Regions from separate parts of the Mus musculus genome. Here regions 2, 3, 4, 5, 6 and 7 are each linked to region 1. The links are chromatin contacts, called in public HiCAR-type, HiChIP or PLAC-seq, Micro-C and promoter capture Hi-C maps. All regions are on one chromosome and are shown on one strand. Each heading gives the region's core, a stretch centred on a gene start, on an enhancer-like site or on the middle of the called end of the contact. The rest is flanking DNA. Distances are from core to core; before and after follow the strand shown.

Evidence for each region. Promoter capture Hi-C pulls out the DNA fragments that hold promoters and counts their contacts. Hi-C and Micro-C count contacts between places; a contact is called where the count stands out from the background. HiCAR-type assays count read pairs that join an accessible place to other places. HiChIP or PLAC-seq counts read pairs in DNA pulled down with a chosen protein or histone mark.
Region 2: a Micro-C map of embryonic stem cells shows a contact between it and region 1, with 4 times the contacts expected there. The contact joins the promoter of Strbp here to the promoter of Lhx2 in region 1. A contact is called at or near these places in 7 of 39 promoter capture datasets (the 3T3-L1 cell line, the C10 cell line, embryonic stem cells and 2 more), 2 of 484 Hi-C or Micro-C datasets (both in embryonic stem cells), 2 of 115 datasets of contacts at active chromatin or transcription factors (astrocytes and embryonic stem cells) and 1 of 9 other capture datasets (adipose tissue).
Region 3: a HiCAR-type map of astrocytes shows a contact between it and region 1, with 5 times the contacts expected there. The contact joins the promoter of Zbtb6 here to the promoter of Lhx2 in region 1. A contact is called at or near these places in 2 of 39 promoter capture datasets (the C10 cell line and liver) and 3 of 115 datasets of contacts at active chromatin or transcription factors (astrocytes, craniofacial prominence and large pre-B cells).
Region 4: a contact with region 1 is called in a HiCAR-type map of embryonic stem cells, with 6 times the contacts expected there. The contact joins the enhancer-like site here to the promoter of Lhx2 in region 1. A contact is called at or near these places in 7 of 39 promoter capture datasets (cranial neural crest, frontonasal cranial neural crest, hippocampal neurons and 3 more), 5 of 484 Hi-C or Micro-C datasets (the CH12 cell line, bone marrow-derived macrophages and embryonic stem cells), 16 of 115 datasets of contacts at active chromatin or transcription factors (craniofacial prominence, embryonic basal ganglia, embryonic forebrain and 7 more) and 2 of 9 other capture datasets (embryonic stem cells and liver).
Region 5: a contact with region 1 is called in a promoter capture Hi-C map of embryonic stem cells, with 3 times the contacts expected there. The contact joins the promoter of Crb2 here to the promoter of Lhx2 in region 1. A contact is called at or near these places in 7 of 39 promoter capture datasets (embryonic stem cells, liver, maxillary cranial neural crest and 1 more), 1 of 484 Hi-C or Micro-C datasets (embryonic stem cells), 18 of 115 datasets of contacts at active chromatin or transcription factors (astrocytes, embryonic basal ganglia, embryonic forebrain and 9 more) and 1 of 9 other capture datasets (embryonic stem cells).
Region 6: a contact with region 1 is called in a Micro-C map of embryonic stem cells, with 3 times the contacts expected there. The contact joins the promoter of Nr6a1 here to the promoter of Lhx2 in region 1. A contact is called at or near these places in 3 of 39 promoter capture datasets (frontonasal cranial neural crest, liver and maxillary cranial neural crest), 9 of 484 Hi-C or Micro-C datasets (cerebellar granule neurons, cerebellum, embryonic stem cells and 2 more) and 1 of 115 datasets of contacts at active chromatin or transcription factors (astrocytes).
Region 7: a contact with region 1 is called in an H3K4me3 HiChIP or PLAC-seq map of embryonic forebrain, with 6 times the contacts expected there. The contact joins the enhancer-like site here to the promoter of Lhx2 in region 1. A contact is called at or near these places in 14 of 39 promoter capture datasets (the 3T3-L1 cell line, 3T3-L1-derived adipocytes, the HPC-7 cell line and 10 more), 1 of 15 datasets of contacts at CTCF or cohesin (the NIH/3T3 cell line), 3 of 484 Hi-C or Micro-C datasets (the HPC-7 cell line, embryonic cerebral cortex and pre-B cells), 13 of 115 datasets of contacts at active chromatin or transcription factors (craniofacial prominence, embryonic basal ganglia, embryonic brain and 10 more) and 3 of 9 other capture datasets (adipose tissue, liver and pancreatic islet).

What each region holds. Positions count from the first base shown.
Region 1 is chr2:38,349,558-38,353,845 of GRCm38.p6, forward strand. Lhx2 (LIM homeobox protein 2) reads left to right here and starts at 1,751. Exons shown (of 5, transcript NM_010710.4): 1 at 1,751-2,336; 2 at 3,754-3,956. The coding sequence starts at 2,217. It overlaps Gm27197 (a long non-coding RNA gene), which reads right to left and starts at 1,183. Exons shown (of 2, transcript XR_374289.3): 1 at 1-1,183.
Region 2 is chr2:37,700,600-37,704,838 of GRCm38.p6, forward strand. It overlaps Strbp (spermatid perinuclear RNA binding protein), which reads right to left and starts at 2,746. Exons shown (of 18, transcript NM_001379315.1): 1 at 2,593-2,746.
Region 3 is chr2:37,429,500-37,433,612 of GRCm38.p6, forward strand. Zbtb6 (zinc finger and BTB domain containing 6) reads right to left here and starts at 1,420. Exons shown (of 2, transcript NM_146253.5): 1 at 1,310-1,420; 2 at 1-424. The coding sequence starts at 415. Zbtb26 (zinc finger and BTB domain containing 26) reads right to left here. Exons shown (of 2, transcript NM_199025.3): 2 at 2,669-4,113.
Region 4 is chr2:37,791,961-37,796,097 of GRCm38.p6, forward strand. Crb2 (crumbs family member 2) reads left to right here. Exons shown (of 13, transcript NM_001163566.1): 9 at 94-259; 10 at 1,139-1,907; 11 at 2,570-2,686; 12 at 3,415-3,541. Among named protein-coding and RNA genes, the nearest start is that of Crb2, 18 kb to the left of the region's middle. Within about 2 kb of position 1,756, at least 8 of the 459 cell types and tissues checked have an H3K27ac peak or open chromatin away from gene starts, as enhancers often do.
Region 5 is chr2:37,774,272-37,778,180 of GRCm38.p6, forward strand. It overlaps Crb2 (crumbs family member 2), which reads left to right and starts at 1,978. Exons shown (of 13, transcript NM_001163566.1): 1 at 1,978-2,175. The coding sequence starts at 2,070.
Region 6 is chr2:38,924,892-38,928,761 of GRCm38.p6, forward strand. Nr6a1 (nuclear receptor subfamily 6, group A, member 1) reads right to left here and starts at 1,570. Exons shown (of 11, transcript NM_010264.4): 1 at 1,227-1,570. The coding sequence starts at 1,326.
Region 7 is chr2:37,827,658-37,831,461 of GRCm38.p6, forward strand. All of the region lies in intron 19 of Dennd1a (DENN/MADD domain containing 1A), which reads right to left. Among named protein-coding and RNA genes, the nearest start is that of Crb2, 53 kb to the left of the region's middle. Within about 2 kb of position 2,469, at least 24 of the 459 cell types and tissues checked have an H3K27ac peak or open chromatin away from gene starts, as enhancers often do. A contact at or near this core is called in embryonic basal ganglia, embryonic forebrain, oligodendrocyte precursor cells and 2 more, where this site is marked.

The DNA.
Region 1 (4,288 bases), core at 501-3,000:
TGTACTGTTGTGCTGGTTATTAACAAAGATAAAATTCGTGCTGGCTGTATTTTTGCCAAAAAGAGACGAGCATGAACATTTTCACACATGGGCACGAGCTTAGGCAACACCAGTGCAACACCTACTTGTGAGCAAAAGTTATGTACACTATGTAAAAAGTATGACTTCATGCTGCCTCAACTGTGTGTCCTGTGAGATAAACTACAGAGGTCCTGGCTTCCCTTTAATTGTGCCAGGCAAGCAGACATTTCAGACTTCATTTCTCCCCACTATCACATGGAAAGAAAGCAACTTGTAAAACGGACCTAGAAAGGAGTTTCAGTAACTGTCTTGCCCTTTTTCTTTTTCACCCCAAATCACATTTTCTTTTCTTTTTTTCTTCTTCCCGAATCCCTTCCTGTTCCACCAGACACCTAGCCATTGCCCCGGGTTCAGCCACGAGACTCAGGGCTGGCAGTTGGGATTTGCTGGGCAGGCCATGTTATTGTTAGTTCTTGTGCAACCAGGTGGCAGGGTGGGTCCAGAGTGGGAGAGCTAGTGGGATGGAGTACCCCATAGGAAGGAAGAGAATAGGCCTCTGGTCTTTAAGAACTGCCAAGTATATCCCGGAGTGAGAAGATCCAAATAGGAAAAGAAAAAGAGGGAGCGATTAAGAAATTCGCTGAGTGCCTACTATGCTCTATATATTTTCCACTCATTTCTTTCATCACACCCAAACACCTAAAAGGAGGGGGCCTTCTTGTTTCCCTTTGAGAAAGTCAAACATTGTAAAGGAGGTTGAGTCACTGTCTCCGGATCACACTGCACGTACATGGGAGAGAGCTATGGACTCCTTGTTTCTTTTTCTGAGTTCCTAAAGACATGCCTCCAGACTGCAGAGCTTTGGAGAAATCCAGGAGCTACACGCCTGGCAGTATAGTCCCTAGCTCACTTGAAGAGAGGATATGCTGGCCGGCCCGCTACCCTTGGGAGTCATTGCTCTGGTGGCACTTGCGCCTGGTCCCCGGGAGGGCTGCGCTGCTAAACGCAGCGCAGAGAGTAGCGCCCCAGACCGAAGCCCAGATGGGCGGGAAGCAGCCGAAGGCTCTTGAAACAGTACTCCTGGTCTGTCTTCTCTGCCCCTCCTCAACCCCAGGTTCCAGAGGCCAAGGGGGAGAATGGAGACTTCCTCAAGCATCCTTTGGCAGCGCTTTTTTAGGACAGAGACTCCAGGAAAGGTTTAATTTTTCTTCCTGAAGAAACACAGGAAACTGTTCGCAGCCTAGAAAACTCCAAACCCCGCGCTCTCCCTTCTCCCTCCCTTGCGCCTCCTCCTCCAGCCTCGCCCACCAGCTCCCACCACCTCCTCTCTCCGCTCCTCTCCTCCTCTAGCCTTTCCCCTCCCTTTGGGTCTCCCGCCTTCCCGGAGCACGCGCTGCCAAGGCCTGGGGCGGCGGGCGGCCAATGGCACGGCGGCAGGACGTGATGTCAGGCGCGGCTGTAGAAAAGGCGCGGAGGCTTGCGCTGGCGCGGACTGCAGAGCCGAGGCTGAGCTCGGCGCGCGCTTGGGTAGCGTTGCGCGCGGCTGGGCCCGCGGCCGTCGGCTCCTCCTCCCACTCTGCTCCTCCTCCTTTTTCCTCCTCCTCCACCTCCTCCGCCGCCGCCTCCTCCTCCTCTTCCTCCTCCTCCTCTTCAATTCTCCCAGTGGCTCGGCTCAGCTCGCAGGCTTCGCGGAGACCCCCTACTCCAGTTCGCCTTTGGTTGGGAACACACCCCGGGGGGAAGAGACGTGCAGGCATCTGGGCCGCCGCGGGCACCTAGCTGTTCCTGGGTGAACCCCGACTGCAGCCACCGCCGCCTGGGGCAGAGTTTGCGCCCCTGATTTGCGCCCTGGGCGCCAGAACCCAGCTAGCGATGCCTGCGGCGTGAAAGCGCCCACAGCGGGCGCCGACCTCTGCCCTGGTCTCCCGCCCCCACCTCACCCCCTGCCCTTGTGACCCTGGCTTCGGCGCCGCCGTCCAGGCGCCCCGCGATGTAGCTGCCCCCACGCCTCGGCGGGAGGCGTCCTGGCCCGCAGGCGCCCGCGGCCCGGAGCCCAGCCTGGGGGCGCAGCCGAGCTCGGGCGGGGCCGGGGCCGCGGTGGCGATGCACTGGGCCGGTTAACGCCGGGAGCGCCAGGCAGCTGAGGCGGGGGGCAAGCCCTTCCTCGGGGCAGCCGCATCCCCGGTCCCGCCGCGATGCTGTTCCACAGTCTGTCGGGCCCCGAGGTGCACGGGGTCATCGACGAGATGGACCGCAGGGCCAAGAGCGAGGCTCCGGCCATCAGCTCCGCCATCGACCGCGGCGACACGGAGACGGTAGGCGCGCGGCTGTGGAGTTGGGGCTGAGAGCTGGGACCTGGCGGGGCCAGCCAGCGCCTCTGTTCCCCGAACTTTAGGTAGAGTCCTCCGAGACGCACGGGACCAAGGCTGGGGAATCCTCGGACAGGGTGCAAGGCCCGGGGCACCAGACTCAGGGGAAACTCAGCTGCTAGAGAGGAGGAGGGAGTCAAGGTTGAAACCCAGATCTGGACTGCGAGGGTGGAGGAGAACGTTGTTCTAGAAGTGGAAGGGGAGTGGAAGTGGAGGCCACTCTCTTCTCTCCGCTCCCGGAGGCGCTCCGGTCCACAGACCTGACTCTCCACTACTTTGCTCCTGGTGCTGGCGCCGACGCCTCGGGAAAAGGGAGAACCGGTGGAAGCCCTAGCTGGTTTGAATCGCTTTCAGTCTTCTGGCAGTCTGGGATTCTCTCCTTAGCTCAGTTTCAGGGCCCTGCGACATCTGGGCCAGCACTTTCCGTTGATCGTGACCCGTGTTCCTAACTGGCTAGATTTGGCCAGGCAATGGTTCGGAGTTCAGTCACCGGCCTGGCTTCTGCGGAAGGAGACTCCATTAGGTTCTCTGTACCTGGCTCTGCTGTCCCGGCCCCAAATAGCCTCCCCCGGGGCCAGACTAGCAGACGCTGCCTAAGCAGCGGCTGCAGTGACCTTTAGAGACCGAGGAGGTGGGAAGCCTGGCCCGAGTTTCTCCCTTCTAGAGCCACAGCTCCGTGACCTCCGGGTTTCCCCTAAGCCTTTCTTTCCGGATAAACCTCCGCTGCTCAGTTTTATTAGGAAAAAAATTTCACATGGGCCTGCCTTGCACCCTCCTGGAAGGTCGCCCTGTATCCCACTTAACCTACTCGCAAGACCCAAGCGGGAACCAGAAGTTGCTGGACTTGCCCTGGGCTGAACCTTTGGTCTAAGGATCAAGAGGCTACTGAGGCTTGGGGCCAGGAACCCTGCTGCCTCTGAAGAGGAGTACCGGTGGAGGAAGACTTTTAATACTCACCTTACTTTACTGTCTTGGTTCTTTTCTGAGGCCCAGCACCTTTAATAAACACTTTGAGGAATTCCCTTGGAGAGCTTGGGGGAAGAGACCCCTCTGTCCCAATACTTAACCGCTGTGAGGATATCCTGGGGCAAGGGCACGAGGGCAGGAATAGGGAGACCTAAGGCCTGAGAACAACTTAGAACTGTAAAGTGTTGCTGCAGCGGCTTGGCTCGGTGGTTGCCTGGAGCTGAGCTGTGCAGCTTGGGCCTGGTAGATGGAGAAAATGGGCTGCCCAGTTAGACCGTCCTCTAGGCGGATTCAGATATAACCAGGGCCAGGGAAGGAGCTCAGGGAGAGTTTTCTTGGTGGGAGCATAGCTGTAGGCTGTCCCTTATGGCAGTGTTCTGTCTTTCTCCTTTTGTAGACCATGCCGTCCATCAGCAGTGACCGGGCAGCGTTGTGTGCTGGCTGTGGGGGCAAGATCTCTGACCGCTACTACCTGCTGGCAGTAGACAAGCAATGGCACATGCGCTGCCTCAAGTGCTGTGAATGCAAGCTCAACCTGGAGTCGGAACTCACCTGCTTCAGCAAGGATGGCAGCATCTACTGCAAAGAAGACTACTACAGGTAGATCCTACCCAGACCCTGCCCATTGGCCTTCAGGGACCCACACCTTCCACCTCCTTGGCTTTCACTCCCAGTCCAGGTTGCCCCACCCAAGACCCTTCTTCTCCAAGCCAGCACCCACCAAAATTTGGTGACAACTTTCTAAATTAGCAATTCGGGGCACCCTTGGAAAGAATCATGAAGTGTAGGAACAGAAAAACCAATGTTACCCTCCTTTCTGAGTTTAGGGTGCTTAAAAAGTCAGCCTGGGTGGGTGGGGTCTTCATGCTACTTTCCCTTTTGAAGTTTCTTGACTCAACCAGAGGAGACAGAAATAAGACACCCCAAACTCT
Region 2 (4,239 bases), core at 1,496-3,995, 650 kb before region 1:
CCTGTAGCATGAGACTCTGATATTACATCATCCAGCACCCAAATACTGTCCCAGGAAGCTTCTGGGTACCTGAGACACAACATATCAACTGCATATTCTCTTGAGCTCTTGATGTTACTGGCCTCTGGGACCTGCTTTCAGGAAGCTTCACAAAGACATCTACTATGCACCTACTGCAATTCCATTTCCTTTACCTTTTGGGTGTATTCTTCACAATGTATAGCCACATGTCTACTCAGTCAACAGAGCTAAGTGAATACACACCACATACTGCCCAATTTGAAAGTAGGTGGTCAGCTCTTCCTTATTCCTTTCCCATTCACTTGCTGTAAAACTAAAAGTGGGGCTCATCACCTCTTTGATCCTAAAAAAATTAACTTTAAAATATTATATGCAGGGAGGAGGGGAGGGGGGAGGGGAGGGGGGACTTTTGGGATAGCATTGGAAATGTAAATGAAGAAAATAACTAATTAAAAAAAATTTTAAAAAAAGATATTGTATGCAATTGAAAGTCCTTTATTCTCTGTTAATCAGTCTAGGATCCACATCCTGTGTCCACTGTCCCAAATTTCTAGTTCCTCTAAGCCTGAAAATAATCCTCCCTAGTTTTCTCCTCCCATTGGACATCTGCACTCTACCCTTTATTATCTCTCAGTGACTTAATTTTGGACCCTTTACTGTCTTTTGGGTTTGTTGTTGTTGCTTGTTTGCTTGTCTTTGTTTTGTTTTTCAAGACAGTGTTTCTCTGTGTGGCCCTGGCTCTCCTATAACTGACTAGGCTGGCCTCTAACTCAGAGCTCTACCTGCCTCTGCCTCTCAAGCACTGAGATTAAAGGCAACCACCTTTAATGTCTTAACACTGTAAAACTCCAATCTTTCCTCACACTTCCACACCTTGAATCTTCCAAAATCTTAATTAAGTAACCTACTTCTGAACCCTCTCTGACAGTCATTTCCTGCTTTAAACATGAGCATCCTACTTCCCTCAGCACACCAACTCCATACAACTGTCCTTCTAGCTACAGCCATAAACCCATAAACACCTCTCCTTTCCTTCAGTATAAGTACTATTCCTTTACATTTTCTACTACAAAATACCCTTTCTTCTGTCCCCTGCCTACTCCTTTCATTTCCTCTACATCCTACTACTGATTTCCCTTCAAACATACCCCCTACATCCTACTACTGATTTCCCTTCAAACATACCCCCGCTTCCATCTTCCTCCTCATTCCCAACTTCTCTCCACACCTCCTGCCCTGGGAATATTTCCATTTACACACACACACACCTTACCTACCACTCCCATATTTCCTCTCCCTCCCTTCTGCTCACCACCCCACTCTCCATCCTGCCACACACCCCATCCCTTTCCAGGGTGCTCCCAACCTCAAGGTTTCCTCTTCTGCTGGTGCCCACTAGAATTTCTCACACAAACACCCTCCGCTTCACTCACTTCTGCTGCCCTTTTACTGCTACACACACCTCCTGCCTTGACATCTCTCTCCACCCAACCTAAAACCTCCACATAACCTCCTTATCCCCATTTCTCTCCCAAAGCCCTCAAACTCAGTACCTGTGTAAACCACTCCTCCTCCCACTTGCTCTATCCTCCTCTACCCTGAATACAGAACCAAGCCATTTTCCCCAAGCCTGTCAACCCCTTCCTGTCTCCTTCCATACTTCCCAGCCAGATACTCACTAGGGAACTCCTGACGTCCTGGGCGCACACACACAGACAGACATCTCCTGCCTGAATACCCTCAATTTCAACCGCCACCATTTGAGAGAACCCCCTCCTCTGACACTCCTTCCCTCCATCTTTTGGGGCTCAGCCTGCTCGCCACACTCCCAGCTACGGACCCCTCCTCCGCCATTTCCCTTCAGGCGTCCGGTGGCCTTCCCGCTGCCTGCCCCATTCTCTGCCCCTCACAAGCAGCGCTAACCAGGGCATCTGCTCCTTCCATTTCTGCCTAGAGGTGCCCATCTTGTCCCTCCCTCCACCACCTCACTTGCCCCTGCCCGCCCCAAATCCCCCTACACACCCATCCGAATCCCCAAACGGAACGTCCTCCTTCCCTCTCGAGCCCGACCTAGGCCCCCATGGGTCCCCCAGGCGTGCCCTTGAGGCCCTGGTCACCGTGGGGCCGGGTCCCTCAACGCTCCCTTACACCCAAATCTGCCCACACCCTGTGCCCGCCCCCCGAGCCTCTCCCCAGCTCTTGCCCGCAACGTCCTCCAGCACCTGCCCCGAGTCCGGAACCCTCCCACCTCCCCAGAGCTGGCGCCCCGCACGCTGCCCACGCCCTCGGGAGGTTCAGGGCCGGGACCCGCGACCCCGACCCCGAAAGCAAGCAAGGCGACCCGCAGTCCTGACGCGGACCGGCCGGGTACCGCGGCGGCGACCACAAAGCTCAAGCCGCGGGGCTGGGATTGCGCCGCGCTCCTCGCCTCAGCAGCCGCCGCCGCTGCTAAGGACGCACAACAAACAATGCGGGGCCCGGGCAGCCTCCGCCAACTGCCTCAACCGCCGCCTCAACCGCCGCCCGCCCGGGACGGCCCGCCGCGCAGGCGCCGGCCCCGCCGCAGCCTACCCGCGCCGCCGCGCTCCGCCCGCGTCCGCTCCCCGCTCCCGCTCCGCCGCCGCCGCCACCTCGTCCGCCCGCGTCTCCGGCTCCTCAGCACAGCGGCGGCGGCTGCGGCGGCTGCTGCCTTGGTGGCGCTCGCGGATCCGAGCTCGGCTTCGGCAGCGACCGCGGCGGCGGCGGCAAGCACGTGACGCCGCCGAGCACGCCCATTGGCCGATCCAGGGGGCGGGGCCCGCGGCTGCTGGGGAACGGAAAGCCCGCCCCATCGCCCTCCGCGCGCCCCCTGCACGCGCGCTCTGCCGCACCTGAGAGCTCCGGCCAGCGCCCGCCGCCGCCGCGCCGCGCTGTCGCCTGCGTCAACTGCGCACCTGGGAGCGCGCAGGGCGCTCAGGCCCGCGGCCGCCGCCTGCACCTGCGAGACCGCTTACGTAAACTGCGTCCCGCCCACCTCGCGGCGCCTAGCCCGGGCCGCAAACCGTACCTGAGCCCCGCTGTGCCTGCGGCGGTAAGCGTTGCTGGGCGGAGGCCAACTGCTGAAAAGAGCTAAGCGCGCATTAACTTCGTAACTGCAGGTTCTGAGAGCTGCTCCCGGCCGCAATGAGAGCCGGCTTCCCCAGGTTCTGCGTCCCGGTGCGGGATGCTTCTCCAGCTCCAGCCTCGGCCTTTACGCTAACGGAGTAAGCGCCGCAATGCCTCCCGGGTGGAGGAGGGGCAGGCAGTACCTTGGCTGAGTAAGAGACTCCGATCCCTCCTTGATTCGCTCCCCCTCCCACTTGCCGGTTGTGTGACCTTGGCCAAGTTACCGAACCGCTCGAGCTTCAGTTTCCACTTCACAAAAACTAAAACTGTAATTCCTATTTAAGAGCCGTTGAGCAGATGGCATAAAACAATAGATATGAATTTTCCTGGCACATAGCAAGCACTGAACAAAAATCAAAATCTCCTCTCCCTACTCCACCCTTAATGGCCCGGGAAATCCTTTCCCTCCTTATTTCCCTCCTTAGGTCTGGAGTAGTCTAGCTAAACACCTACCCACTTTGTTCCAACGGTGGTACTGGGAAAGAAATAAAAGGTTCAAGTTTTATTTTACAGCTCTACGTTGGCATCTTCTTAGTGCCTAGCATTCTCCCAGGGGGTTCAGCCCATGCTTAGTGTGTGTTGCATGCTCCACACTCGGCAGGGTGCTAGAATGCACTGAAGAATAAGTCAAGGTCCTTAGCCTAAAGCAAACCTAGCAAAGAACCCCACTTAATTTGAGCAGACAGTAGGGGACTGACCTCCCACACTCCCCCTGGTAGGTCCCCTTCTCATCTTGCTCCTGTACCAGACTCAAATATTAACAGCTCTGGACTGGAAATGATTCTCAATAATACTTGCCTGACATGGACAAAGTCCAGGGTTGCATCCACAGCACTACCAAAATATATGACCTCAGTACTTCATTCACAGAATATGTTAATACTTAGAGTTAAAAAGCTTTGAGTATGGCCTTCAACTTCAGGACATACACACTTCCCATTGCCCCTCCTTGACACTTCATTAACAACAAAGCTGTCCTTTCCTAGCTATCCCCAGGTCTGTAACATATCCCTGAAGTCTATGCTAAGCCCCAGATCACTATGTCTGATTGGCACCTCATTCTAGCCTTCTGGA
Region 3 (4,113 bases), core at 170-2,669, 920 kb before region 1:
TGTGTTGGTTATTTTTCATAGAAAGGTCAATTTCCAAATACTTTGACAAAGCTTCTGTGCATTTTTCTACAATGTGAACCATCTGAAGGTAACTGGCAGCAGTCAAGTATTTCAAAAGCTCTTTTCTTTTTACTTCAAGTGCTCCAGTATAGCAGGACAACAGCAACTTCCAGCCTACTTCTGCACTCTGTAGAATGGTGATTCTGACATGTTTTGACTGTGTGAGTAAAAACTGATCTCTCATGAAAGTGGAGCAAGCAGCCAAAATCACCTTGTGCCCCTGGAACTCAGTATCGTTAATATAAATGGATACATCACAAAATAAATTCTGCTGTCTCAAGAGATTCATTTTCTGTAGGACCACATCTCCTTGCTGTTCAAACTGGAAGTGTAGAACATCAGACTCAGCAGCCATGGTCACGATCTATGCAAAACAGAGCACAGCATTGATACTGGATAGGCAATGCTTTATGGTACTGAGTCCCCCACTTCCCAGCATGTATTGGGAATAATGGAGACCCAAACTTTGAGTGCTAGGAGTAAAACTGTTTCCCAATAACCATCTATAAACTCAGAAACTCAAAATGCATTTCTGTATCATGGTACGTAAGTTTTTAAATACCAGTACAGTAGTGACACCAAAAAAGTACACTTAACCCCTTAAGTTAGAAAACACAATCTTCAAATTGTCCCACCACTATTGCTAGTCCCATTGTAATTGGCCATTGTAATGACTTCCCACAGGTCTCCTAGCAAAGCACTCTTTAATGCTCTTATGCTTAAATCGTCCAGCATCTCCCCCACTTCCTAGACAGCCTTTCGTTCTTAAAAAGAATTCAAACTCCTTCAGGATTTCACCCTAACCCACCTTTTATTGATTGATCTTGGTCCGTTTTTCATACACCCAGCTCCTTAATGTTAAATTGTTCATCATTGTACAAATAAAACACGGGAACGCCCATTTGCCTATCTATTACATTCACGATTTCAGCTCCATTTCCCAACTTGTGCTTTAGCTCCGTTGAGCCCAAACTAACGTGACTCCTCCTCTCCCAGGGACTCTTTTCCTCCTGGTTCTGTGTTCTCCCAGTGGGTAAAGGGTCCCATACAGCAAGAGGAGCTGACTGGAATCCTAGACCGCCTGCCTGCCAACTCCCTCCAACGAGGCACACGGTTCCCAAGTCGAGCCTTCCGAAGTCGGGCCCGACTGGTCAGGTGGGTGCGGTGCCAGGCTAGAGCGGAGGCCACCGCGGGGTGTACTCACTCCTTCAGCCTCAAACCCCAGCATGTCTCCGTCACTTTCACTTACCGACTAGCAAAACTGGCTTTGAGGCTTCCGCGGCAATGGCAGCCCAGGCCGGAAGATGGACTTAGCCTGGAAGGAAACGCTTCCGGAGTCAACCAGCTTTATTCTTCGCGGAGACTGTCTGGACGCCCCGGAAGAACATCCTGAGATGCTCTTTCTTCCTCTCTTTTTCCGCTGCAGGAAAGACAGAAAAATATCTAAATATCAGCGAGCCGGGTCTTTCTGGCCGTTCCTGCTCCGGTATGAAGCTGTTTGCTGCGAGCGAAGAACGCTCAGGGCCGGAACCGCCAAGGAGCCAAGGAGTTGAGGGGCGGAGCCGAAGGAAAGGACCTCGCAGCAATGTATTGTAGCTGGGCTACTCCCATCAGGACCTGGCCCTAACCTCAGGACACAGCTCCACCAGTCTCTTTGCCCTCCCCTCCTCTGTCGTTTCCAATGGCATCCTCTTCACCCTGCTGCTTTTGACAGCCTACCCCTAAAAGATTCTTCTCTTTGGGTGATGGGAATTAAACACAGGGCTTTATGAAAGTAAAGCCTTGCTTTCCTCCCCAATTACCCTTTGTCAGCGATTCCTCTAGGCTCCGCCCAACAGCTCCTAGCAACAGTTTGCATAGTCACCTGCCAGGCATGAGGGAGCTGTTTTGTGCTTCTCTCCCCCCCCCCCCGCTCCCCCGCCCCGTTAGATGACGGACCATTTAAGCATAAGAGCATTTTTTTTCATTCCTCCTTCTCCTTATTTTTAATCATAATGTTAACTCGGATGGGAATTTAAGAAGATAATTAAGAATATTTAAAGTGCTCTGCTAGGAGACGTGGTAAGTCATTACAATGGCCAATTACAATGGGACTAGCAATAGTCCCAGGACTTCCCTCAAGCCTCCTCCTCTTTATATCCTTCTCTGCCTCTACCCCCTTTCCAGGTCCCCTTCACTTCACTCAATAAACTTCTTTTTGTACTAGACCTGTCTCATGGTGGTGATTCCTCAGGGGAACATCGTGGCCGGTCGGCCATTTTATACCGATTGCACATTATTTCTGAGTTGCACCTCAATTAGTTGGGATTCAGTTGGAAATGATCTATCTTCAAAACTGCACGTACATACCCATATCGAAATATATGCCACAACCAAGGGAGGGGGATTATTTAGGACAATATTTATCTTTCTTTGCATTCTCACAGTTATTCAGAAAGTCCCTATTTGCGAAGTGTAGGGATGGCTGATGATTAAGCCTGGGCCTCCAGAAAACACTACTATTGAGCTGCATTTTCAGCCCTTTGCCATCCTTAAAGAATCCTTAAATTCAAACAACTGAGAAATAAGGAGGGAAGAGAGTAGAATAAGAAGTCAATGACACCACAGGTTAATGGTTAACTTTTATTAAGGAAACTTCCCCATTAAGTAAAGAGGTAGTTCAAGTATGTCTAACATACAACAGATTTAGAACAGCCATTCATGAGCTGAAATAAAATGTTCTAAGTTGTTTAGGACAATATTTTAGAAATAGTGACATTAGTCACCTTTCACTTACACATCTTCTAAACTAATGCAAAATCACACCTGATTTACCTCAGAGCCACTTCAGTTTGGAGATTGTTTTCATATTAAATAATAAATAAATAACAGTAATTTTAAAAAAAACAAACTACAGTAAAGAGGGTCCTCTTTCTTTTGAGGTTTTCCTAGGAATCCATACAACACAAACACTGAGGCTGGCATCGTGGCCTATACCTGTGATCCCAGCAGAGGCAGAGGCAGCCAGGGCCACATAGTAAGATCCTGCCTCAAAAAAACAAAAACAAAAACAAAAAGCCAAATTAAACCAAATGCTGAGTAACTAAGGCTCACCTCTGCCTCATATAATTACTAGTGTGAAAAGCCTTCTTCCACAATAAAATATATGCCTCTTCTCTTTGCTTTAAAATCTGAGAAACACGTAAGCAAAGAAACCAAGTTCCACCAAAATTAAATATCTCACACAAAAATAAGACCTCTCCAGCCAAGAAATGGAAGAGATCACAAATTATGCAAATGGTTTACACTTACAAACAGAACCAAAAATTTTACTAACAGAAACCCCTAAGAAAGTGGACTTTAAGTCAGGGTTCTCAACCTTCCTAATATTGTGAGATCCTTTAATACAGTTCCTCATGCTGTGGTGAGCCCAACCATAAAAATATTTTCATTATTTCATAACTGCATTTCTGCTGTTTTGAATTATAATGTAATTAAATTGTAATATAAACAAAAACAATTTCTATGGTCTTAGGCAACCTCTGTGAAAAAAAAAATCACTTGATTCCACAGGTAGAAAACCACTGCTTTAAGTGATTAAAGAAAACGAGGCAATTTTATTCTTGTTAGGATATAAATTTGAGACATCATCTCACTAAAATCGCTTGCCCTATAAGGACAGGGACCATATATATCAATCTTACCTTCCTATCCTCAGAATATAACACAGTACCTGGAAATTCCAGTTGGTTACTAATACTTCTTGAGGCTGTGGGAGTAGCTCAGTGCTGGAGTACATGTTTAATGTGCATGAGGCCTTGGATTCAAAGTCTCGGGCATTTTTTAAAAAGGGGAAAAAAAAAAAAAGAAAAGAAAAAAGGCCTTCTGAGTGACTGAAATTAATCAAGAAATAGCCTCCAACTAGAGAGACCAGTGCTATTTAAACCCATGCCGTTCTTAAGTCTTCAAACTACTAACAGTAACTGGACAAGAATAAGTATATGGAGCCCCACCATCTTCAAATGATGTTCAGAGAAAATATTTAAAACATGGGATGATTAGAGTCCCACTGTT
Region 4 (4,137 bases), core at 506-3,005, 560 kb before region 1:
GGTGACGGGTTTCCCTCAACTCTGTGATGTGGTGGTCTTGGGGGTGGGGCACTGCTTTTATGAGTGCTCATTGGTGTCCTGACTCTTCTGTAGCCCAATCCCTGTTTCAATGGTGGCACGTGCCACGTCACCTGGAATGACTTCTACTGCACCTGCTCCGAGAACTTCACGGGGCCCACCTGTGCCCAGCAGCGATGGTGCCCCAGGCAGCCATGCCTGCCTCCTGCCACCTGTGAGGAGGTTCCAGATGGCTTTGTGTGTGAGTTTGTGTCCTGGGTGCTGGGTACGGAAGATGGTTAGAGATCCCTTAGGGTTTATGGGATGTTGGGTGGTGGACCAGGAATGCCAACAGCCCCAATATGGTGGGTTACTGCATTCTGAGAAACACTCTTAGGGAAGGTGAGCATATGCTGGGGTTTCTAAGGCAACTTCAAGGGAGCCACAGGAGAGGAAGGAGTGTGAGGCATGTGTGAGGTTTTAAAGTTCCTATGGACAGCTGAAACACAAGGTTACTAAAAGTGCTGCACGAGATAGAATTTGAAGCCCACCAAGTAGCTCAGAGACCAAGGGGTCTCATGTTGCTCAGGCTAGCCCTGAACTCACCATGTAGCAAAGGGTGATCTTGATCTGAACTTGTGATTCTCCTGCCTCTACTTCCCCAGTTTAGGGACTATGGATATGGGCCCCTACACCCCATTTGTTGGGTGCTAGGGATGGAACCCAAAGCCTCCTACAAGCTAGGCAGTCTACCAACCGAAGCTACTCTGCCAGCCTTACAGAAGGTGAGGAGGAGAAGGATATGACTGGACCAGCACCTGTGTGCAGTGAAGAGCGAGCCTCCTTCAGGGAGGAGGGGAGCAGGTTAGATTTAGGAGGAGCTAAGATTATTAATATGTCTAGGGCCTTCAAGGTAGCAGGTATTGTGGTCCCCCTAGGACTACCCCGGAACTGATTCCCTCCCAGGAGGAGAATGCATAAGGGGTGGAAGAGGGAGCTGCAGTTTCTGAGATCAGGTGACAGGTGGGTGACTGCCCTGGTCAACAGTTATGGATTGTGGACCCTACCACCTGAATGCCTGGGGACAGGGTGGTGTAGGAGAAGTCTGGCAGGTCATTTCCCAGCGGCTCTCTCTCTGCAGGTGTGGCCGAGGCCACGTTCCGCGAGGGCCCTCCTGCTGTGTTCACAGGCCACAACGTGTCCTCATCGCTCAGCGGGCTCACCCTGGCCTTCCGCACGCGCGACTCCGAGGCTGGGCTACTGCGCGCCGTCTCCGCCGCAGGTGCCCACTCCAATATCTGGTTGGCGGTGCGCAACGGCTCGCTGGCAGGAGATGTGGCGGGTTCGGTGCTGCCCGCGCCCGGGCCGCGCGTGGCCGACGGCGCCTGGCATCGCGTGCGCCTAGCCCGGGAGTTCCCACAGGCCGCTGCCTCGCGCTGGCTGCTGTGGCTGGACGGCGCGGCGACACCCGTGGCCTTGCACGGCTTGGGCGGCGACCTGGGCTTTCTGCAGGGTCCGGGTGCAGTGCCTCTGCTACTGGCTGAGAACTTCACGGGCTGCCTGGGCCGCGTGGCACTTGGCGACTTCCCGTTACCCTTGGCGCCACCGCGGTCTGGCACGGTGTCTGGGGCGCGCGAGCACTTCGTGGCCTGGCCCGGGTCTCCGGCCGTGAGTCTCGGCTGCCGTGGCGGACCCGTATGTTCACCCTCGCCCTGCCTGCACGGTGGCGCCTGCCGCGACCTCTTCGACGCCTTTGCTTGCTCCTGCGGCCCCGCCTGGGAAGGACCCCGCTGCGAGATCCGCGCTGACCCATGTCGCTCCACTCCCTGTGTCCGGGGCCAATGCCATGCGCGCCCCGACGGCCGCTTCGAGTGTCGCTGCCCTCCGGGCTTCTCCGGCCCGCGCTGCAGGTGCGGGTGACAAGGGGACCTGACCTGGGCATAGCAGTGGGTAGAGATGACTGCTGATTTACCGTGGGTGGAGTTTGGAGGGAAAAAGTTCTTCATAGCTTGTTCAGTTTGGTGTCCATAAAGATAAAATACAAGCCGGGCGTGGTGGTGCACGCCTTTAATCCCAGCACCTGGGAGGCAGAGGCAGGCGGATTTCTGAGTTCGAGGCCAGCCTGGTCTACAAAGTGGGTTCCAGGACAGCCAGGGCTATACAGAGAAACCCTGTCTTAAAAAAAAAAAAAAAAAAAAAAGACAAAATACAGGTTATAATAGTTGGCAAAATTTGAATTTCAGGACGATGTTGTGGCTTGGGTAGAATTAGGAGGGCAGGACGAATCAGGGAGCATGGTTTGCAGCAAGCTGCCTTTGAAACTCCCGTTTCCTTCCGGTCCAGAGCTGTCTAGCTCTCCTCTCTCCTCATGTTTAGCAACTGTTTTGCGCTGCCCTTTAAAGTCAGCACGAATCAAAGGCCTCAGCTCTTGTGGAGTTGGGGGAAGCGGCAGAATGACAGCCCTGCGTTCCTTTGCTTCCTGGGGAAGGCTGTTGAAGGCAGGCCTGCATTCCCCAGAGAGCACCACTATGGCCAGCTCCCAGCACCTCACTGGACTTGCTTTTCTCTGCAGGTTGCCTGTCCTGCCTCAGGGATGCAACCTCAACTCCACATGCAAGGATGGCGCCCCTTGTGAAGGCGGCCCCTTAGGCACCAACTGCAGTTGCCAGGAAGGTCTTGCTGGCCTCAGGTGGGTCTGGAGACCAGGGCCTGTGGTGTTGACTGGGAGCTTGCCCCTGGGACGCCCAGCCTGGGCGGGAGAAATGAGGTCCTCCTTGTCTTCTTCCCATTGACTTAAGTGCCAGATCCATCAGTATCTTTTGGTTCTTTTAGGACTTCCCAGACCATTATCTGTTAGGCAGACACTGGCTGGGCAGTAACTGTCACCCAGTTTCTTCCTTTTTTCTTTGTTTTTTTATTTTTATTTATTTTTATTATTTTTTTTTAGGCAGGGTTTCATTATGTAGCTGACTGTCTCTGGAACTTAATCTGTAGACCAGGCTGGCCTCAAACTCAAGAGATTCACCTGCCTCTGCCTTCAAATGCTGGGATTAAAGGCATGCACGACCACTGCTGACACACCCAGTTTCTCAAAGCCCGTTGGTCCTTAATGGACATGGCCAAAATGCAACTTCTAGGCCCCTAGGAGGTGTTAGTTGGCATCCCTGTCCTGCAGCATTATCTCCCCCTCCCCCACACACAATGGAGTAGGAGCCTTCTCAGCCCATGAACCCTGGGCACAAGGGGAGTGGGTAGGAGATGGGTACCCTCACCCTCAGCTCTGGTCACTTGGCAAGGCTGGGCCAAGCAGGAGCAGGGTCTGGATAAACCTTGATGCTGGAGGTGGGGACCAGCTAGGGGAATAGGAGGCAGCCGTGGGTGGGAGGACTTTGCGTTCTCAGCCGTTGTCTCTTCCAGATGTCAGAGTCTCGACAAACCCTGTGAAGCCAGCCCTTGCTTGAATGGGGGCACTTGCCGGGTGGCCAGTGGCATATTTGAATGTACTTGCAGTGCAGGATTCTCTGGCCAGTTCTGTGAAGTGGTGGTGAGTGGTACCCAGGGCTGGGTGGCAAGGCCTCTTTAGACCTTAGCAAGAGGACAGTGGGCAGGGAGGACTTGTGGCCTTTGTGGATTTGACAGTGGACAGGCTTTGCTGAGGGTGGGGAGAGAATACTTAGGCCCTTTCTAGTACCCAATGTAGGGGTTATTTTCACCTTAGGGAGAGTTGAGGGAGCCCCCATCCATCAGACACAGTCTGGAGCGTCCCAATGGTATCCAGGGTAGTAGCAGTGGAAACAGGCTAGGATCTTCCAAGTGTACTCTGGGACTGGCTTCTGAGACTATGGGAACATGGAGTCCCTGGGTTCCAGAGCCCAGTTTCTGAAGCGGATCAGGCTTGGGCACTGTAGGTATCCCTCACCCCAAGGAGGCTCAGCTGACAGAGGTCTGGGCCCTGTGGTGATCAGCACAGAGCTTTGGAGAGGCTCTGAGCCCATGGGGGGTGCTGATATCGGGTGTTTTGAAAGGACAGGCTGGGAGGCTCCCGGGGAGTCCCCTTTGCTTCTGGGAAGAGTTCCTGTCAAGGTGACCTTTATAGCCTTTGCCTCTTCACCTTCCCACTATAACATCCCCCCCCCCCCC
Region 5 (3,909 bases), core at 728-3,227, 580 kb before region 1:
CACCTAGCTGGAGAAACCCTGTCTCAAAAAGCCCTAAATAAATAAATAAATAAATAAACAAATGAAAAAAAAAAAAGACAGTTCCACCTAGTGAGGGCTATTATTTTTTCTTTCTTTCTTTCTTTCTTTCTTTCTTTCTTTCTTTCTTTCTTTCTTTCTTTCTTTCTTTCCTCCTCCTCCTCCTCCTCCTCCTCCTCCTCCTCCTCCTCCTCCTCCTCCTCCTTCTCCTCCTCCTCCACCTTTTTTTAACTTGGAAGTTAATGAGGCTCAGAGACATTAAGAGACTTAGTGACTTACAGAGCTGGAAAGTGGATGCTGGGGATTTGAATTGGTATCTATGCCCTCACCACTGTATTCCTCTCTGATGTGTTAGTTCTACCAAGTCAACCACTAGCAGTCAGTTCCATGCTCTCAGATGTATCCCTGAATTCCTTGACCTCCTATGACAATCCAAGCTCCAGGCGCGCTCTGTCCACTGCATTCTTCAAAGGACCACCAGGTGGCAGCTTCGGGATTAGTGCTTGGGGGTGGGCTCCTGGGTGAACCAGTCCCTGTCTGTTGCCTGGCTCCTCTTCACAGCCCACTCCCCTGTCTCCCATCCCTGTAGCTACCCCCCAGGGTCCTGCTATTTAATATTCTTGGCGCCATTCATATTCCTGGAGCAAAGCACAACTGCCCTGTAAAGTCTCACGAGGCTGGAGCTGTTACTCCTATTTTACAGATGACAGACACAATAGACTGAGAGCGAGTAAACTCCGTGTCATTCAGGCATGTTAGGTGCCTATATGTTTAGCTGTGCTCCCCCAAGAGTGGAGCATGACTTCCTCAAGATTAGCGATGGGAGTTCCAGGTCAAGAGACAACTGGAGTGGGTGTCCCAGAAAACAGGGCAGGCCTCTAATTCTGGAGAGGCTACAGGGCTGGTTAGCCAGGCCTATGGTTTCAGTCTCTTCCTGAGCTCTGGGGACCCAGGGGAACCAGCAGCCCTCTGGCTGGCTACCGATACCCTGTGATGCTCATTGTCTCACCTGATGTTTCTCCAAGGACATGCCATAGCCCCCAATTGCTACTTTGCCAGACACAGCAGAGTCCAGAGCCTTCAGGGACAGAATCCACCATCACTGACCTGGGCCAGACATTGTCATCTGCCAGGGGCTCATTTCAAGAAGGTAGTTCCCTTTAAAATAAGATGCTGCCCCACTTGGGGCAGCAGGCCATGGAAGAAGAGATGCTTTTTTATGTGCCAGTGTGTTTTGAGATGATGAGAACTCCTGGCTCCACCCAGTGCAACATGTGACTGTGAGGTTAGACAAAGAGAAGGACTTTTCAGGAAGAAGGGTGGGAACAGCATCGGAGCACTATTTTCGGTAGAGCAGCCACTCAGCGGAAAGGTCCGCCTTGGACAGCAGGGACATTTCTAAAGTTGCAAACACCAGAGACAAAGATCAAGGGCAAATGGGGAGACGAAAGGGCTCCGTTTGGCTGGTGAGGGGGTGGGAAGGATAGAAGGGAGTCAGGGGGCACGTGCTCTGGGGCCCAGTTACTACCTTACTGATAGTCACAAGAACAGGATCTGTGTGGCTGGGTAGGACCTAGTGGGCAGCGAGGACAGGAGCCCCTGTGATAGGAGGGGAGGAGCCTTGTTATCTCAGGTGTGGAAGGGGCAGGTTAAGTGAGGACGGATGGGAGCGCTTCTGAGCTCAAGCAAGGCAGGCCTGAAACTGCGGGGTAGTCGGACAAGCCCCAGGAATCTTGGCTGGCCCCATGGACTGGACCGCCTGGCAAGAGGGCTTGTGCACTGAGACCCAGGGTCAGGCCCAGGGCCTTGCCTGGATGGAGCTGAGGCCTCCGAAGGGGCTGGTGTTTGTGAGGAGCGGTGGGTCAGACCCTCCGGGAGGATCCTGTCCGGGGAGGAGCAGTGGGAGGCGGGGCGGAGGGGGAGGGCTGGAGGAGGGGCCGGGCCTCTGTCCACCTCGTCAGTGCTGGTTGGAGGGACGCAGGGGCGCGGAGCCCGCCGAGCAGAGGGTTCCCGCAGGCAGGCAGGCAGGCAGGCAGGCAGAGCCGGCTGCCATGGCGCTGGTGGGGCCTAGGATTTGGGGCCCTAGACGAGATATTTACCCCCTGTTGCTGCTACTGCTACTGCTGCTGCTGCTGCTGCTGCCTTGGGTCCCGGCTGGTGAGTGTGGCTGGGCCTGGGGGTGAGCGTGGCTGGGCTGGCCTGAGAGAATGGTGATGCTAGAGGCAAGAGTGTCCCGGGCCCTAGACAGTGTGGGGACAGTGCGGGTGTCTTGGGACTCACTTGGAGAGCTCGGAGTGTTCTGGAGGCTTCAGACTGAGGAGTCTATGCGGTGGGGCCAGGAGGATGAGGGCTGGTGTGGTCTGTAGAAGCCAGTCTGGGAGAGCTGGTGTGGTGTGGCGTAGTGTGTTGAGGGAAAAGCTGGGAATCTTGGTGTGAGGAGCCACTTAGGGAAAGCGTGCCGGGATAGATGGAAATGCGTGAATTGGAGAAGTTTCAGCAAACTCAGGCAATCTCCATAGAGTCTGCCGGAGTCACGTGTTGACCTGGGATGCAGGTGACATGTAAAGTTGCCCGGTGGGTGGACGTTCTGTTTGAGGGGATTGATTGTTGAGAGTTGTGTCCTCGCTGAACTAGCTGTAAGTTGTCCGGCATGTTCAACTGGCCTTTCCTGGCAACGGGAGGTGTGGGTGTGGGTGGGGCTAGATTAAGATAGGGGAGGGGGAAGAGAACCAGGGTTAGGGGAGAGCTTGCCCTCATTGCTCCCTTCTATGGGTCCTCTGCCAGCACTTGAGGGGCAACCGGTAGAGCTGTTCCGGGTCTTTGGAATGGCTAGGGATTCGGGATCATACGTGTGTGTCCCTGCAGCAGGTTTCTGGCATTCCTCAACTATGCTGGAAGGGCTCCCTGAAGCCAGCCCAGGCAGCCAGTACATTGGCTTTGTCCAAGTGCATTCAACACTGAGCCTGGAATTCCTACTGGGGGGTCTGGAGGACGCTTTGGCTTGGTCACTATAGTTACGAGGGCAGTAGGGAGGGCCCGGCTTCCCCTGCAATAGGTGAACCCCACCAGTGGCATTCCCCCTGCCTGCCTACAAAGCCGTTATTGCCTCTTCTCTGTGGAAAGGGGGAGGATGAGGACCCTGGGTACAGCGAGGACCTGTTTTAGGGAGGAAACCAAATGAAGGTTGAGGAGGGAAGGGACCTAGAAGAAGCTGGTACCTGAGGCAAATGAGGGTGGAGAAACCAGGCAACTCCAGGCTGTCTGTACATTAGGGCGTGAGGTTCTGGGCTGTGCACTTTGGATCTGTTCCACATGCAGTACACAGATGCCCATGGCAGCTGCACAGATGTGTGGCAGGGACTAGGGTACATACTACAACAGGACAGGTGTCCACAGGCACATGCCAGGTCTCCCCTGTGAGCTCACTGGTGAACTTGCTAATGAACCTACTGTGTATCATCATATACATAGCACATGGCTGCATTCACCCACTAGGTACACACCAGCAGGCCTGCATTGACTTATATGCACTTACACACATATGGTCTGTGAGATTGGCAAACAGTGGTGTATATTTCCCCAGAACTCCAACAGGCTCTCAGGGGCCATTGCCCCGGGAATTCTGTGTGCAGAGTCCATCTCTGGGGATCCCTGAAGCTAGAGTTGGGGGCTCTACAAGCACGATTACCCAGAGCTGACTGAGCAAAGGGCGGTGCTAGGGACTTTGTGACTTGAAAGCTAATTTCCATCCCAGAGGAGATGAAAGTTCTGGACCAGACCCGATGCCCTCCCTGCCAGGCTCTGAGCTGGGCCCCTCCATCCCAGCCACTCCACAGCAGAGGATTGCTGGTTGCTATGGAGAGGATAAGGCATCTTGGACTACAATGGAAC
Region 6 (3,870 bases), core at 320-2,819, 580 kb after region 1:
ATGAATTTATACGGTTATGAAGCACCAAATCCAACTCAAGATTTCTCTTCTGTGCGTCCCCACTCATTCACCAGAATCTCGGGGACCTATTTTCAGGTTGCTTTCCCCACACCTGCCAGGTCACTGTCCTGATTGAGAAACTTCTTGCCAAAGCAATTAATTTTTAGTGCCTCCTAACTGTCCCCAGTGTTTGCATTCAATCTGAAATCTGTTACTTGTTAGACACTGTTCGGGTCCTAGATCTTCCAGAGAATTGCGCGTTTATGGCGCAGAGAGGGGAGGAGGCAGGGATCTCTGAGAGCCTGCCCTTTATTCGGAAATGAGGAGATGTGAAAGGTGGAAGGCAGGGCAAATAAATAAATAAATCGGGTTTGCCGCGGGAGCGTTGGCCTGCCGCAACGAGCACCCTTTGTAATGCAGGCCTCCCGGGGCTATCGCCTGCGCTAATTGCTCCAGGGCGCTTTCCAAGTTCAAAAGTTCACCTTTTACGACCTCACAAAAGCTCCTTACACTTTACCAATAAAAACATTCCGCCGCAAACACCGAGGGGGGGGGATATCAAACAGAAACAAATAAAACATTGAGCCAGGGAGGGAGCGAGAGCCAGCCCGGAGGAACCTGAGGACTGGGCTGGGAACAAGGGGACGCAAGCGGCCGGGCCAGGTGAGGAATTCTCAGCACCCCGGAAGAGATAGGCTGGGCGGCGCGGGAAGCGTCCGGCAAACGCCGGGAAAAGGCAGGTGTCCCGGTGCCCCAGGATCCCGCTGGAGACCTGAGCCAGCAGAAAGTCGTCGCCTAGAAGAATGAGTCTGAGTAAAGGAAGGCCAGGGGACAGGAGTGAGCACCGAGGTCCGAGAAGGACCATTACCGGTCTGCCCAGAGGCGGAGGCTCACGGGCTGGGAGGAAGCTCGGGACAGTGGAGGAGGAAAACGCTCCAGGATAGGTGCAGGGCGCAAAGGTGTGGAGTCTGCGAGCTCCCTGGTGAAGGAAGAGAGGGTGCTCCGTGCACCAGGGCCTCCTGGGGGAGGAGAAAGGGTTGGCGCAGAGGGGACGGGGGGAGGGGAGGGTCCGAGCAGAGGGGACCGGGGACCCTGCCTGGAGAGTGCGAGCCCAGGGTGGAGTCCTCACTGAGGAGCTGCCCGGCATCCCGGAGCTAGAGTCAGCTTAGAGAAAGAGGGGGTCGCGGGCGTTGGCACCGCCCGGGCTCAGAAGGCCCCTTACCCACCGTTGCGCGGCGGCGGAGGGAGCGCGGCGGGCGGCTCCAGGAACCCCGCCGAGCCCCCGCCGCCTCCCCCTCCGCTAGGTGGCCGTTCGTCCCGCTCCATGCGGCGGTGCTCAGGGCCCTCTCGGGCTTCGCTGCTCCGCCATGACTTGCGCCTTCGTAGTCGTCGTCCTGGTCTTCCACGGGGGGAGGGGGCTGTCAGGGGCCGGCAGGCTCTCGGCCGCCGCACTCTCTGGGCCCCTGAGCCGCCCGGCTCCGCGCCCCTCCGCGCCGCGCCCCCTCAGCACTGGCCAGCTCCCTCCTCTGACGTCACGCGCCGCTGCCACGCACATGCCCGTGAGGAATTCTGGGAAATGTAGTCCTCCCAACGAGGCTGCCCACACGGGACTCTACCAAATAAAGGGGTGATGGAAAAAAAACAGGAAGACCTAAGTAGGGAGAACCCAAACCTATCACTATTACAAACTCTAATAAAATTTCTAATATATTAATATAATAAACGGCTATGTCAGAGTTTTCTCTCTATTGTAACTTATTCGTGATCATAGTGCTCTATGATTCCAACTATTTCCCCACACTAATAATGAGCCTTTCCAAGGAGGCGTATCCACCGGGAACCGGGTGAGCACGTGCAACCAAGCCCAGCCCTGTGGGGGAAGGCCCCAGGGGGCGGGGTGTGTAGGTACTCATGAGGGCTTTCCTCCCGGGCTGAGCGACAAATTGGACCAGAGATTAAAGGACCCGAGTTTAACCCGAGGTGACTGCGTTCGTATGCAAATAGAATCTATACAACTCTGCTTTCCGGAGAAGTGTTTAAAGCCCCTTTACCTCCGGGTGGGCGGGAAAGATTAAAGTTTCTCTTCCTCCTCTTTCATTCCCCGCACCCTGCCCATAGAACAGATGGACAAACTAAGATCACTTCCACTGATGCCACCAAAGAAAACTTGAGACCCCTGACTCCTTGTGTCTTAAAGAGTTCTGTTTTAAGAATGTCCCTTTCCCGGAGTGTTCCCCTTCCCACTCCTGTTCAGTATACCTGTCTCAAAAATGAGAGGTGTAATAAGAATCGGATCCAGTGATAAGAGACCAACTCTCACATACACGCTATCGCCTCAGTTTACAGAAGTTCCCACCAAATAAAATCCTGGATTTTCTCCCCTTCCTCCTCCAGGGCCCACCTCCCGCTGCCACCAGGTGGCGCGCGGCCATGGGGCTCTCAGGATTAGGGGTGGTGGTGATTTTCAGAAATGCCCCGCGCGCGTTCTCTCTCTCTCTCTCTCTCTCTCTCTCTCTCTCTCTCTCTCTCTCTCTCTCTCTCTCTCTCTCACACACACACACACACACACACACACTACACAACCCGCGCACACACACACACACACACACACACACACACTATACAACACACACACCTCCCTTAGGAAAAGACTTATTAAGTTTCAGTCTAGAACTTAAATGCTATCTAGCTTACTATAAATCAAAGAACTCTGGTGCTTTGCTGGGCTTTCCTCTAATGGGCCGTATCGAAGCGGTTTCATTCTGTCACTTCATTCTGCCCCATGTGCCCCTGGAATCCTCTGGCTCTTGTGAGTCATTCTTTACTTAATTGTTTAGAAGTCTTTACTTGGCTTATGAAATCTAACCTGTTCCGATTCCTGCCCACGTTGCTCCCATGCCTCTTCCCTTACCTGCTATTGAGAAGGCTCTGCCAAGCCTTCCTGCACTTTCCATTATCAATATTAATTGGCCTGGTCCATCCTTAGTCTGTGCCAGCAGCTGTTATGAGAGATTGACACTAATGCTGTGTGGTTTAAAGCTCCCACACCTGTTCATTGAGGTAGCTCTGATATTGGTGCTCTCACATACAAATGAAGTGGCACAAAAGTTGATGTCCGTTATATACTCAGTGGATCAGAAAGCCGAAATGCCTCTATAAAGTCTTTAACTCATCTTTCTAGATCCTTTTCTTCAGTAGCACCTTCCTTATACCTCCCATCAAGGGACAACTGGGTCCCTCTGTATTCCCAGATGGCCCTATCTAAGTAGACTGTAAGAAATGATCTTTTTTTAAAAAAGATTCATTTATTTATTTTATGTATATGAGTATACTTATACACTGTAGCTGTCTTCAGACACACCAGAAGAGGGCATCAGATCCCATTACAGATAGTTGTGAGCCACTATGCAGTTGCTGGGAATTGAACTCAGGACCTCAGGAAGAGCAGTCAGTGCTCTTAACCACTGAGCCATCTTTCCAGCCCCAAGAAATGATCTTGAAGTGGTTATGTCTTTGACAAGGGTTCTGAGCTTTCCCAAGGCCAGGGAGCAGTGTTCTGCAGCAGGCCCCTGGAATATAAGATGAGTCCTTTGTGTCGTGGGGAAGAAAGCCTTCTTCAGCTCTGGATTCTGAAATGTGCCAGGATCGCATAGCCTTCCCAGAGCCAGAGTTCCCCTCAATCACAGGCTCCTGGTGCAGAAGAGTCCTCTTCCCCGAATGCTCTTCCCTGGAAAGCCAAGTGGCTCTGCAGACATCTTGTGCCTGAGGTTTGAAAAGTGGATGAAGATTGCACATCAACTCAGAGAGGAGTTCAACCACATCCTCAGCTCCTGGTAATAACTCTTGATTCCTTTCAGCTCTGAGCTCCCT
Region 7 (3,804 bases), core at 1,219-3,718, 520 kb before region 1:
CCTCTGGAAGATGTGAGCACAAGAGTAGGGAGGTCTGAAAGTGTGATTGGCATAGAGGTCCCAGAGAAGAGCAGGACTCTGTGGCCTTTGTCAGTCTTGGCCTGGCCCTGGATATTTTTCTGTCAGCTGTGTGGGCCAGGTAAGTATGCTCATTGGATAAGAAATCCACATTTACAAGGACAGCATCTGATTTGCAGTTAATTTGTTGATGCAGCAAAATACATTGTTTCTAAAAGGTCAGGGGGGAAGTGGCGTTAGAATATCAACTTAATTACCTGGGCGGCATGGATGAGTGGGCACCCTGTGCATGGCTATGGGATGGAAAATGTTTATCTGCTAGGCACTGATTTGGACAGGGGGCAGGCAGCTTAGTATACATGAGAAAGGAGGGGCATCTCGGATGTCTGGGGAGCAGCTTGTATGTGTCATGGGCATTGCCTGTCCACCTGGCACATTTGCTACCTCAGAGAGTCCTCTACAGGGAGTGAGGGCTCCTGCTTTGGGTTATATAGCTGAGGGGAGTTGAGGTCTTGCATAGGGACACCCAGAGAAGCAGGAGACAGGCCTGCAGAAGAGGGTCACCATCTTAAGACAATTATTGGCTGCTTGTGGAGGGGGAGTTTTATGATGTCTACATTGGGATAGGGGGTGTTTAGGAATGCATATGAAATCCCTCCATCCTTAATGGATGACCATTCTAGGACTAACCCTTTAATGTCCTTATGAGGTAAAAGTCACATTTCACTGTGGAGAAAAAAACGGATGCAAAAGGATATGAAATGTTAGTTAGGAGGTGGGGTAGTCACTGAGGTCAAAGAAGACAAACCCAAGGACTGGGTATACCAAGCTTGGGGTATGCAAGGGAGAGGGAGAAGAAACAACTTTCCCTGGGAGGAACCTCTGACAGAAAAGGTGGGCATGACTAACAGGGCAGTTGCCTGTGAGAACTGGTCTCCAAGGATGGTCCTAAAGATGACCTCAATCATTTCTGTGCCATTCGTGATCTGCATCATTTCTCCTCTACAGACCCCATTGGCTCCACCGAAGAGGCTGAGGGGAAGCTGGATGGGGCCTGGGCTTCTCAGTTTGTCCTGGGAATGTGCTGGGAACAGAGCAGGCGTGAAAGAATTCACAATTATACTCTGTTGCTATTTAACGAGGGAAGAGTTCACCTGGTTAATTTTCCTGGCTAGTATTCACATCAATACTCTGACCTGTGTGTGAAGCAGACCCTGTTGGGAGGGGAAGACAAAGCTTTCTATGGCTTTACAAAGGGTCTCTGGGCCAGGAGCAAGGCTCTGCTACTCTTTGGGACTGGAAATCTGCTATTATGCAAGGTATGGAAATAAAAGAGGGCTTCTTTTGATATGCCTCCAAAGGGGAGTGTATTGAAGTGATATTTTTGTGGAGTGTTTCCTTTGAAATGCCCAACCAGCTCTCAGAGGCATGGCTCTCTTCTGTCCCCCAACTCCTGTCATTATTTCCAGTTCTCTTTACACAGCCATGACTGAGCTGATCCTGCTTGCTGGGGAGGATCAAATGCGTGTCTCTGCTTCAGAGTTTCAGCCAGGCCAGCTGGAGCATACCAGGCCCCGGTGATGTGTTCTGGACCTGAGTGGCTCAGCAGGACATGAGAAAGAAGTGGGGGATTCTTGGACCCAAAGCATTTGCAGAGGTAACAAGCTTTTGTGTGGTGGATAGTCTTGCAAAAATGCTGAACAGGAAGGACCCTGACCTCATGGCTGAGGATAAAGTGGCCATCTGCTTGCTGAGAGTTCACTCACACAACATGGTAGGAAGGGGCTCTCTGCAGAGGAGAAGTAGGGGGTTAGGAGCTCCCTTGAAGGGCTAGGGGTACCCAGAACATGCCAGGGGTGCTGAACAGCCTGGGATAAAGGCTCTGCCAGGGTCCTATTGTATAGGCAGGGAAACAGAAGTCTCTCATCTTCCCTCACAGCATAATGGAAGACAGACACCTGGCATGCACGTCAGCCTTTGCCTGTTTGTTGCCTACAGGGTGGTTTTCATATACCCACTGCTTGCTGTCTTGAGGTGCCACCTGTGCGAGGGATGAGAGGGCATCTGGGACTGAAGGTGGTCCTGAAGGATAGGTACAGCACTTGCAGAGAGGGTCTGGGCAAGTGGTCTCGAGAGGGCTCTCTGCCATACCCTGCCTTCCACGCGTGCGTGCTGTGCTGAAAGCCTCTCAGGCTGCTCTGAATAGCCCTGCACTCTTTCCAATGTTGACAGGAGTAGTATTTTGTAGTGGTGCTGGTTAATTTGTAGTGGCATTTGTGGTTTGAAGCCTTGTCAAGATTCCTGATTACTTCCCGTGCAAGGAGCTCCACTGACGGGGAAGTTCACATGCTGAACAAAAGCAGCCAAGCAGCTGGGAGGGAAGACTGCATGGTGGCTGGGTGACCCAGCCAGCTTGGGGGACAGTGGCAGGGGAGGGAGGAGGCCCAGGCGAGGGCCAGGGGGAGGGGAGCCCTTTGTTTTTAGTTGGTGCAGGTGCAGGGCCTGAATAGGTGGCATCCCATTGGCTGTTGGAGGTCGGGTACCAGATGCGGCTGGTGGCTGGGCAGGGGCAGGGGGCTCTGCTGACTGTACTATTCTTCACCCAAACAGAAGCAGGAGGCAGGTGCCTTTCTGCTCCCTCCACTTGATGGCCATCTGGGACACCATCGAGGGTGCCTGGGTGACATTGTCCAGGAGTCTCACTGGTGGTGAGGTGAGAGGAAAGACCTCCAGATGTTCCTCGATACCAGGAGGGGCTGCTGGCTCTTGGCACATGCTGTGCACCAGGTCCATGCTAGGTGCTAAGCAGATAACTGGTCTCGAGAATGCTACAGAGAAGGCAACCTTGCTTAAAAAGGCAGAAACGATAAGGCAATGAGGCTCAGTGACTCATCTAGACCAAGCTTCACAGCTAACAGGTGGCACAGACACAATTCAAGCCCAGGTATGCCCACGAGTGCACACACTTTCCATGATACACAACACACACAGAGCAGTGGAAGGCAGATGGTGACATACGCTCTGTGAGCCCAGGGCACAGCTTTCCCAACCCCCATGATGTTGCTCCCTGACATCCTGGAGCTCTATGTACCGTGAAGTCTCCTCAACCCCACGGGAAGGCCTGTCTGAAAAGCTGCCTGCATTTCTCTAGGTCTGTGCCCTGCTTGGTGAGAGTTTGTTCAGTATATTAAGGGCCAGAGCCAGCTCAGCAAAAGCAAGACTCATTTATCATCTCTGGAATAGTGTCCACTCCAAACAGTACAGCAATAGGAAATAAAAACAAAAGCTTCCACCTAATTTTGCATTGGTACAGATAAGAAAACTCCATAATCTCTCACTTCCCAGCCCAAGAGAACTGATCAAATCCCTGTGCTCACAGCAGCCAGGAACACTACAGAGACGCTAAGGCTAGAGGCACTATTACCCAGTCATGAAGCCACCCAAGGGGTGGAGCCAGGACATAAGTTATTGTTCACATTAAAGAATCATGTTCCCTGTGTATATCTTAAGCAAAAGTAAAGTCTCAGGATTGTATGGGAATAAAACTTGTTTGAAAAATTGGAAAAAAAAAATACCCCTATGCTCAGCAAGCTGTCAGGACCCAGGCCTTATCCCCATGGCCTCACCTCTTAGCCCATATCACAGTGGCTCACGTTTGCCATCCTTCAGAGCAGCTGCTCTATCTCGCATGTGCCTATGTCCTCAACATACACTGGTCCTACATCAGCCCTCACTCACCCACCTGATGGAATATTGCTACCCTCAGAGCTGCTCTCCCTGAGTGCT